Linked DNA regions of Gossypium hirsutum: region 2 is linked to region 1. The links are chromatin contacts, called in public Hi-C maps. All regions are on one chromosome and are shown on one strand. The core of a region is the stretch at or near the end of the contact, and the rest is flanking DNA. Distances in the headings are between cores, read along the strand shown. Region 1 holds the start of LOC107910139 (pentatricopeptide repeat-containing protein At1g26460, mitochondrial). Region 2 holds the start of LOC107896630 (germinal center kinase 1).

Evidence for each region. A called contact is a pair of places that touch in the nucleus more often than the background predicts.
Region 2: a Hi-C map of leaf shows a contact between it and region 1, with 1.7 times the contacts expected there. The contact joins the promoter of LOC107896630 here to the promoter of LOC107910139 in region 1.

The regions. Positions count from the first base shown.
Region 1 is chrD02:46,311,489-46,317,368 of Gossypium_hirsutum_v2.1, reverse strand. LOC107910139 (pentatricopeptide repeat-containing protein At1g26460, mitochondrial) reads left to right here and starts at 2,684. Exons shown (of 7, transcript XM_016837908.2): 1 at 2,684-3,584; 2 at 4,121-4,343; 3 at 4,444-4,923; 4 at 5,532-5,738. The coding sequence starts at 2,971. LOC107910140 (50S ribosomal protein L18) reads left to right here. Exons shown (of 2, transcript XM_016837910.2): 2 at 367-861. The coding sequence ends at 762.
Region 2 is chrD02:46,619,851-46,625,257 of Gossypium_hirsutum_v2.1, reverse strand. It overlaps LOC107896630 (germinal center kinase 1), which reads right to left and starts at 2,106. Exons shown (of 18, transcript XM_041088593.1): 1 at 1,211-2,106; 2 at 955-1,043; 3 at 756-863; 4 at 496-603; 5 at 51-141. The coding sequence starts at 1,949.

The sequences.
Region 1 (5,880 bases), core at 1,435-3,934:
GCAATCTGACTTTTAGTACAGGAGCCTTTATGGTACTTTCACCTCAAAATATGTGAACTTGTGAACTCGTATGCAGAATTTGTCCTTTTTAGTAAAGCATAATACATCTGGCTGATAATTTTAGTCACTCCTTTTAATCCAAATGGATCTTTGTACAGTTTAACACTTTAGGATCTGAAATTGTTCGGATTTTGGCTTTTATGTTGAATAGTTGGAAAGGTGTTTGTTTTGATTTGTTATATGATAGTAAGTTATGATTTCCTGTTGTGCATATTTAGTGGACAATTCACACACTGAGCGCCCACTAAATCCGTTGAAGGAAGCAAAAAAGAATCCAAGTTAATTTTGTTTGGCATTTATGTTTAGGGTCCTTTTGTTCAAGCTGCCTGGACCAGGAGATCACGTGGTGAAGCTGCAAAGCAACCCAATAGGAAATCATGGAAACAAAGGACCGATATGTATATTAGGCCATTTCTACTAAATGTTTTCTTTTCGAAGAAATTTATTCATGCAAAAGTGATGCATCGAGGTACAAGCAAAGTGATATCAGTCGCAACCACGAATGCCAAGGATCTTAGAAACAATTTGGCATCACTCACAGACCACAATGCATGCAGAATAATCGGGAAACTTATTGCTGAACGATCAAAGGAAGCCGATGTGTATGCAATGTCTTACGAGCCTAGAAAGGGTGAGAGGATTGAAGGTAAGCTAGGCATAGTTCTTGACACCATTAAGGAGAATGGGATCATATTTGTATGAGCCAATCACACATTGGTGTAGTAAAATAATTTCTGAACTGTGGGAATGCAATCAATATTTGAGCCTATTGATATTAGAATAGAATCAATTTTTGTGCTATGGAGTATGAAATGATGAATGTTGTATTTGTAAAACACCTGCAAATGCTTTGCTGGCATCAAGCCAAAGCCATATAATATTGTGAGCTAACATGAATACAACATAAGCTGTAAACAGTAACAAAAAATGAAGCACATCAGGAGAGTGGGAATCAATTATCCATTCTTATTTCTTCTTCTCAAACTCAATCACCACCCCAAAAGAGAAAGTAGTATAATTTCCAAGGCTTATTGCACAAATGTTCTCAAACAAAACCCTAAGATTTTAAATTGGCTTCAAATTTTTTTTGTAGTTAAAGTATGTCACTTTCTTAATCTACTCACTAATTGCCCTGCCACTATTTTGAATGGTAAATGGACCTGTTAAAAGAAAATCTTAAATTTTGTTGCATTATTTTTTAGTATGTCATACTCAGAACTTGTTAATACAAATATATACTATTGTGCTAACAATTTGAGCTATATGTTTTAAATATTTTTCACGTCATTTACAAATTGATATTTAATGCTTAAATTGAAAGTTAAGCTGAGGGAGTAATCTAATTAATACAATTAGGGTTGAAAAAAAACACTTATCAAATCAAGAAACTGAGTTGAACCGGCAATTTGATTCGGGTTTTTTTATAGTTTAGTTCAGTTCTGATTAGATGTTTTCATTGAACCACATCAATACAGTTAGGTTTCGGTTCATTCCATTAGATACCGAAAAGTAAAAAAAAGTTCAAAATTTTTAAAAAGAAACCCAAATTTTTTTGAGCATATAATCTCAATATATAAATATATTTAAAAACCAAAACAAAACTCATTGCTTCTAAAAGCTAAATATAGTTTTTATTATGCTTTTACATATTCTATAATTAAATGAAAAATGAAAAATAAACCCTAAATCTAATTTCAAATTCATCCTCTTACGAATGCATTGGTTATTTATTATTGTTGTTAAAACTTTTAAAATTTAGATTATCATTATTAACATTTTCAAGTTGGGGGCTTTTTTGCTATCATTACACACCAAGAGTTATAAATACAAATAATTCAATGAAGGTTGAATGTGATTAAATCAAAGCTTAATTGGATTTTTAATAAAGATTTTACAAATTATTTTATTAATAAATATATTAATTGAGACTTTATGTATAATTAAAAAAATAAAATTACCAAATAATATCTAAAAATCATAAAATAAAGATAATTTAATTTAATTAAAATTAAAAAGTTTAAATCCAAAAACAATTTTATCCGAATAAAATTCAAAAGCTCAAAGCACAAAAATAATATGAAAACCAAAATCCGATTTAGGCTTAGTTTGGATGGGCGGTGTGTTTAGCTTCGGTGGGGTTAAAAACAGCGGTGGCTGTGAGATTAGTTACTGTAGTAGTGAGATTGGATACTGTAACGGTGAGATTAGAAACAGCGGTGGAGTGTGTATTTGGATTCAAACGTAATTTGACATTAGATTATAATTGATATATATCAAAAGTTTTTAAAATTATTTTACTTTTATAAAATTATTAAAATATGTGAATTTATAAATTCATTTAATAAAATATTAAAATGTATCTTTTAATATTCTATTTATTATCCTATAAATTAACATATTTGTATTTATTTAAATAATAGTTATAACATTAAAACAGCTTAATTGTCTTATTTTCACACCCATATGAAAAATAAAGTGGTAAAAATATTACCCACTGATGTTTCTTTTTGTTTACTGGTGCTTGACCCTTCAGTCCAAAATTTTCTCACCAGTGCGTTGAATGATTTTCACTGGCCAAATTTGGATGCTATCTAAACAGGTATATGTGGTGCGATTGCACCAAAATCAATGATAAACGTGCTTCACTATAGTAACTAGGCATCCAAAGGAGCCCTGTAATAATCAATTTCTTATTACCACCGATTTCTTATAAACCGATCTCACCCCTCAATAAAATATTGATTCTTTGCGAACATTTTTTAATTTAGGGATGAATTTAGAATCGGAAATAGTTTGTGTATATTGAAATTACTATTGTCCCCTTCAAAGGCGATAACCCCTTTTCGTCGTCTCAAAAACCCTAACCTGAAAAGGTCGCTCTTTTGCTTCACTATTGACAGTGAACAAAAAATGGCTTCACAAATGGCGATCTTGACCCGAACACGAATCCTACTCCGAGTAAGCCAAGCCAAATCCATTTCCAGCTTCCCTTTCCTCTCTCAAGAACCCCAACTTGCCGAGTCAGCCCACACGGCTGAAACTCAAACCACCCCTCTCCCTCCCAACCCAGCCTCCGGCAGCCCCCTCTACCACGAGAACTGGCGAGACCCAAACGCAGCCAGAAAAACAACCTCCCTAGCGCAATCCCTTATTCCCCTCGGCTTCCTCAGCCAAACTCCTGGCCAACGGATTCAATACCTCTCCCAAATCCTTGATGCTCCTGCTTTAATGAACCATTTTGCCGATTTGATGACTCAGCAACGATGGACCGACGTGAAAGAACTATTTGAGTTCTGGGTTCGATCGCTGGATAAGAATGGGAAGCCCAATAAGCCCGATGTGAATCTTTATAATCATTATTTGAGGGCTAATTTTATGATCGGAGCATCGGCAGGTGATTTGCTTGATTTGGTGGCGCAAATGGACGAGTTTGCCATTGTTCCCAATACAGCGGCCTTTAATTTCGTTTTAAAGGCTATGAAGCAAGCTAAGGAAACTGAAGCTGCTGAGAAGCTGCTTGAACGGTTAGTTATAGTAGCACTATGCTCCCCCCCCCCCAATTTCTCTCTTTTAAATCCCTATGTTTTTTTTTTGGGTGTTTTGGATAATTGTAGGTTGCCTTTTGCTTGAAAGTTCCATAAATATTTGAGTTAATAAATGAGAAGAGATATAACTAAAAATGTTTCTAATTTGCTGCTAAAGTTTGTTTCTTTGCATTTCGTAGCAGTGAGCTTAGATTAATCTATAAGTTAATTTTGTTTCTTTTTTTGTAATTGTATTGAGAGTTTGGATTTTTTTTATTTAAAATGATATATATAATATTTTTTTTGTTACAATCACTTCTGCGATACTATTGGACTTGGGGTTGTGTGGTCGTGGATATATATTTCCTTTTAAATTTTAAAGACCTTTTTTTCATCAGTTTGCTTTCAATAAGGATGTGCATTCATTTTTCTAGTAGGAATTCAATAGCATCAGTAATACACTGCTTTAGCATGTTTATCTTTGGAATTGTTTTCTAAAATATTGGTGATATTCACCTTCAATCTATTCCTATCAGGATGCTGCAAGGTGGAACAGAATCTCTGCCTGACGATGAGACTTATGATTTGGTTATTGGAATGCTGTTTGAGGCACAACAGTTTGAAGCAGCCTTGAATCATATTGATATGGCCTTAAAATCTGGATATAAGTTGTCCATGCAAGTTTTTACAGAATGTGTGGCATGCTGTGTTAAACAAGGCCGGCTTGATGAATTGGCCACTGTCATTGAGATGTGCAAGGTATATGACTCATGTTGTTTGGTAATGATATTGTTTTGATTCGGAGGTAGCCTTTGCTCGGTGTTTGATTATTTAACTTTGTTCTCATGACTCTTATCAGACAACAGATCAGAATAGAGCTCTTTATCCAAATTGGACTTTGTGCAACTATCTTGCAGAAGTTGCAATGCAAGCGGATAACAGCAAGCTAGCATTTTATGCCTTGGAATTTATGGCCAAATGGATTGCTCGGGGTGAAAATGCAAGGCCGCCTTTCTTGCTTTCTGTAGATCAAGGATTAATTGTCTCAGCACTTGCAACTGCGGGTAGGACATACAGTTCAAAACTGTTGGATGTGTCCTGGGCAATCCTACGGCGTTCATTGCGTCAAAAGAAGGTGCCCAATCCTGAATCTTTCCTTGGGAAGATTTATGCATATGCATCATTGGGGAATCTGCAGAAAGCTTTTGGCACGTTGCATGAGTTTGAGGCTGCTCATGGCAAGTCCAGTAACGAAGCAGAAGACCTGTTCTCACCTTTCACCTCTTTATATCCCTTGGTTGTGGCTTGCTCCAAGAATGGTTTTGAGACTTTGGATTCAGTATGTCCTGTTACACTTTGATATTCCTTTGAATCATCTATTATTTAATGTTATCGACGATTGCTATATTTCTCAAGAGAAGGGTATTAGTATGTGAAATATCACCATGCATGCATGTTGCCTTTTAAATTAGAATGAATCCAATTTAGAAATATTAGTGATGAATAAATTTCAAAGAAATTCCTTAAGCTGCTCAATAACCATTTGATGCTTATTGAGCATTTTAATGAAGCCTTTTAGACCACTTGTCTTTGTGTTTAGAACTGTGAAATATGTTTAAAATAAAATTATTTTTGCTGCATCATTCTATTCTTGGAATGCATTCATTGATGGCTGCATGCCCTGGCAATTATATTAGAATTTGCATCTGTAGGCCACTTTATCAGAATTTAGCACTTACGTCCTTGTAACTACAATTTTGTGTGAGAGAAATCTTTTCTTTCCTTTTTTTCTCTCTTTTGGGGAAATAAAGGCTTTTCAAGTTTGCTGTTATGGTATTCAATTCATCATTGCTTGTTTAAAATTTTTCATAAACCTACTTGCATATTTTTTGCTCATTTATAGAGGAGGGTGTTGCTGATGTTGAAAAATTGAAATATTCTCCCCAGGTATATTATCAACTTGAGAACTTAAGTCGTGCAGACCCTCCATACAAGTCTGTTGCTGCTCTGAATTGTATAATTTTGGGATGTGGAAACATATGGGATATCGAGCGTGCCTACCAAACATTTGATGCAATAAGTTCCTCTTTTGGGTTGACCCCTGACATTCATTCATATAATGCTCTAATCTATGCATTTGGAAAGCTGAAGAAAGTATGTATCTCTCTCCCTTGTATGTACATACACTTGCAACCAGTACATTTAGCTGCATGCATGAGTTAATCTTGAGCTTGCAGAATGCATGTATCCTAGATGTTGTTAAAAATGCTTAGCCTGATTCTTCTTTTGTGTCCTT
Region 2 (5,407 bases), core at 857-3,356, 310 kb before region 1:
GTCCCGAGTATTGGAGTATGATTAAATAAATATAGGACAAATGTACTCACCCAACTTCACTTCTCCTTGTTCTGTTAACAAGATGTTACCACCCTTAATATCTCTATGAACTTTGAAAATTGAGTGCAAATAATCAAGGCCCTGCATAATAAGAAATCAAAAGAGACAACATGTTAATTAGAAAGCGAATGCAAATTAGACAATGCATGAACATCCTTACGGGAGACTTTAATTGTTATTGTCTAGGGTCCCATACCTAAAAGGCAAGTTTGAAAACAAATAAGCACAAAAATATGGCACGCGAGCATGTACTGATTCACATGTAAGTGCTGTTAATATCCCATGACCATTGAAAATCAAGCATGGCAAAATGATTACAAGGACGAATGTAACTTAGGTTATCTAGATGCTGTAAAAATAAACTCTACAAACATAGGATACGAAGGTTCCTTGTAACCAGTTTATATATTCCAAACTAAACGGAATGAATAAAACCTTTAAAGCTTCGCGACAGATATATGCTATCTGATTCTCCTCTAAAGGCTCCTCTGTATCATTCATCAAATCAGCTACACTTCCACCTCCACAGTATTCCATTACTATCTGCCCAAACATTGAAATAAGTTACCCTAAAAACAAAATATCAAGGAAATTTCCAAAAGATGAAAAACTAACAAACCAATGTAACCTAGAAACTGAAATTAACTCCAAATTGAAACTAAATTTTGATGGAGAAAAATGCTTATAACACCAACCCAAAGATATTCTTCCCCAGGGTAGCTCCCGAAGTACCGGACAACATTTGAATGACTACATTGCTGCAACATCTCAATTTCACCACGAATTTCTTCATACTCTTCTTCCTAAAAAAAATTACTTGATCAATCACGACTACTGATTAATCAAGCCAATGCCATCAAGTACATCAAATACAAACAAGAAAATCATGCGCACCCCTTCACTTAATGATATAACTTTAACGGCAACAAGCTCGGAAGTTCTTATATTTCTAGCCTTATAAACTGCCCCATAAGATCCTTTCCCTGCCACCCAAAAATTCAATATCAGGTTTTCTTTTGGTCTTAATGGCACTAAAATCAATTAAATCCCTTTCCTTAAAAGAAAAATATAGTTCATTTAGCATTAGCATGGAAAAACACAATTATATGAGAATGAGAATAATGATGATTATCACTGCGATTAAACTCACCGAGCTCATTGAGTAACTCATATTTTGTGGAAGGATCTTCTCTGATAACGCAGTCGGGAACTGAACTCGACAAAACCTTATTATTTTGCAAGAACCGACTCTCTTCCCCTTGCAAAGGCGTCGTCGAAGTAGATGTCTTTTGTTTCCCAAAACCTAGCTCTCCCGTACTCGCCACCGCTCTGTTCACCACCGTCCCGCTCCCTTCTCTCTCGTTCCTCGCCGTTGATCTCACCACGAACGTCCCAAAACCTTCACCTTCATCATCCTCTTCCTCTTCAACGTCCATTTTATCTCCCCTAGCACTAATTGGGCTCACCCCCGCTAAGGCCGGTGGATTAAACGAAGACGGCGTTCCACCGCGAGCTTCACGAACATGATCCTTTTTCACGATCATGGTTCCTAAATCTCCCGCATCGCCACTGCCATCGTCGGCGTCGGAAGGAGTGCCGCCTCCGCCGCCAAAGAGTTTCGGCGCACATTTCAAGGGAGGAGGGATGGAAGATCCATCTTCACCTTCTTCGTCAACGTCTTTGTAAACCATTGTGGCGTAAAGGTCCGGTTCACGAGATGGTTGCGGTTTCGGTTTAGATTTGCCAGAACCGAAATCGGATTCAGAACCGGAATGAATGACAAAGGTAGAGTATAGCTCGGATTTCGCTTGAGATTTACGGGTCCTTCGAGACGTCGGCGGTTGCTCCATTTTCTTTTTCCTGTCTCCGGTAGGAGAGTGTGAGTGCATGAAAAAGTCAGAGAGCTCAGAGCAGTGAACGCAGAATTCGCAGATAGCCGTCGGCGCCGAAGAAGAATAACTGTAATTTGTTAAATCGGAAATTTAATGGGCCCCGCCATGCGTCGTATACTGGATTGTAATTTTTGGGCCTATTATATATACATTGGCCCTAAGAATACCAAATAAGCCGTTTCTGGCAATAAAAATGAAATAAGTTTGAATACTGGTCAATTTTTGCTACTAGTCCTTCTACAATGTCTAAGTTGCAGGTTTAGCCTCTATTCTTTAATTTTTGCCATTTTGCTTTTCAGATTTTGAAATGTTAGTCGTTGACTAATCCTAATCATGGGTCGGGCTGGGCCAATACAAAACTTTAGACTTGTTTTCTACCCAGGCCTGGCCCAAAAAATGGAACTAAAATTTTGTCTAAGCTTGGACCAGATAAAAGTGTTAAACCCGAGCCCAGCCTGGCCCGTCGGTATTAAAATTTTTTATATTATTTTTACTTAAAAACAAATTTAAAAAATATAATACATCAAATACACTAAAAACATTAAAATAAATTTTCTCCAACAAATTGAAAAAACATTAAAAAATGTCTTTATACTTAAATAACATTAAGATAGTTGCAACTTAACAAGCAAATGCCTCCAAAATAGTAGCAAAATTAATAATAAAACAATATTTATACAATATCCAAACAGTAACAACAAAATAGCAGTAATATAATAGAAAAATGGTAGCAAAACAACATCAAGATTCAAAATGACAGTAAACAACAACAAAACAATAGCAAGCAACAGTGAAAATATTTAGGCAAATTTGGGTCAGGTTGGGCCCAAGCAAAAAAAATCTTACCCGAGACACGGCCTGTTTAGAAAATGAGTCTTATTTTTTGTTCAAGCCTATTTTCGGGCTTATATTTTTGCCTAAACCCTACCATTTTTCGGACGGACCTTTGGGTTTGGGAAGATGGTCCGACCCATGATTAGGTCTAATTCTGACCCAAATGGTAGACTAACAATTTATTAAATTATATTTTGTTATTTCTAAAATCTCATCGGCAAACATTATCACATGTGTAGTAATATGTCAACTAGCTATTTTCACATAATACTCATAAAAAAGTCATGTTATTTTAGTTAATGGATTTAACGGCCACTAATTGAGCCAAGACTAAAATTTGAAAATTCAAAAAGTATAGGGACTAAAAATGATCAAATTGAATATAGACTAAATACACCACTTACTCATAGTGCTAGGCTAATAGCAAAATTTGACCTAACAAATTTAATTGCTATTGCTTAAATTAGGAGGACTAAAATTTCAAAATTCAAAAAAGTATAAGAGTAAAATTGACTAAATTCATAACTTGACTACTAATTGTTAAATACAAACAAAATAAAAAGATTTGTTTTTAGAGTTTGGAGAATAAATATCCATATTGAATTTTTTTTAAGCAAGAGGTTAAGGGGTACGAAATCCCCAAATACCTCAATATCAATGGTTGTAGAAGACGAGCTTTAAAACAAATATTGGAGATCTTAATGACAAAAGATAAATATTTTGGAAAATAAAAACCCTAATTAAAGCAAAATTTTCTATTTGCTTTTCAAATCAACAAAACAGTAAACTTATTAAAGATGATTATATGCCACTATACATTCTCTGTATCCCTTGTTTACTGAATCACTATAATTTCTGAATGATCATTGGTGATCATGGAATACCTTATATATTATTATTATTAGGAATCTTTGAACTACTTTTATAACACCACCTTTAATTAATAAGATTCGAACCAACTTAATTGATTTGCATACCAAATACGTGCGGTTTCACCATGTTAGTCATCATCTCCTGCAGTAATATATTTATTATCACTCATGAAAACTTTTTTTTGATATATAAACGAGAGAGTTAGCTAGGATACAACAGGGGTTCAAGTGTACATTTCAATCAGATTAAATTTGGCAATAGGGTGAATGAAACTTTCGGCACAAGGAGTTGAATGGTGAGGGGGTCCACTTCTATCATCCCATTCTGCTGGTTTTGGTGGAAATTATTGCCATACAACGTCGATAACACAAGGTTGGATGAGGGAAAAATGATTGATATATATATATATATATGGATGTATGCACGTCCCAATCAATCTTAACATCCACTAAAAAGATGCTGATATCTTCTTACATTTTTGAAAGGGAAAAGAAGATGGCCCATGGCTGCTGGCCTTGTGGGAGAATATAACAGAGATGAGAATAGTGTTGGTTTGGATATCCAAAACCCATTTGCATCTCCCTTTACAAAGGTAGAAAGCTTTTTTACAAGCATAAACCCTGTAGAAGATAAAAAGAATATATGAATCCCATGAAAGAATTGAACAATAAAATATGGACCCCCCTTCCCTCCTCATTCAACTTTAACTATATGAAAAAAATTGAGCTCAAATCTTTTTATGATGCACATCTATAGCCACCAAATCTTGTTTTCTTTCCAGATTTTTTGTGTTAGAAAATCAATATAAATAAATTTATAAACTTTCAGAGAGTTATAGCTAAAATTTTGAATTATATTTATTAATTTTGATAAAGACAAAAATAAAATAAAAATTTTAATAACCAAGGCACCAAAGCCTTTTGCTGCCGGAATAGTGAAGAAAGATCCTCCAGTAGCAACTGAAAGACTTGCATTAACAATTTTGCTTAATTAGGGAAATTAAGGAGAATTTTTATTAGTTAAATGATATGATTCGTGAAAGGGCAAGGTGTTGGAACTATGCTTTTGACCATATGAAGCACAAAATAAATAGACAATCCGAGGAATAAAGGTGAATGGGCTTTGATGGAATGGAGGAGATGAATATATATACTACTTTTAATCCTAATATATAATTTAATTCAATAATTTGTATTGAATATAATTAAAATACTTTTTTATTATATTATATTAATATAAAATTATAAATATAAATTCAAAATATAAATAAAACAAGATAACATTTAAATCTTAATATCAATAGAAAAAGGAAAATATTTAGTACACTGCGGGTGGAGTTTTTAGACTCTACAAATGATATTGTAACACCCCTAACCCCTCTCTGTTGTTGGATTAGGTCACGAGCATTACTAACGAATCAAACAATTAATTCAATCATAACCAACATATAAACGAACTAATAACATTATAATATGCAGGGGCAAGTCACGACAATCTAATACTTTCATGCTAGATTCTTATACATTCGAATAATAAATTATGCTATGCATTTCTAAACTTGGTCTTCCACTGTCTACACTCTTATCACTATTTATACATTGCTAAACTTAGTCTTTCACTGTCTACACTCTTATCACTATTTATCCCTTCTTGAATGTCAGAATTAGGATACATACAAGACTATTCCAATTATTAGCATCAGAGTATTGGTCTATACTTCGTCTACTATTATCTTTTTAATTTATCTT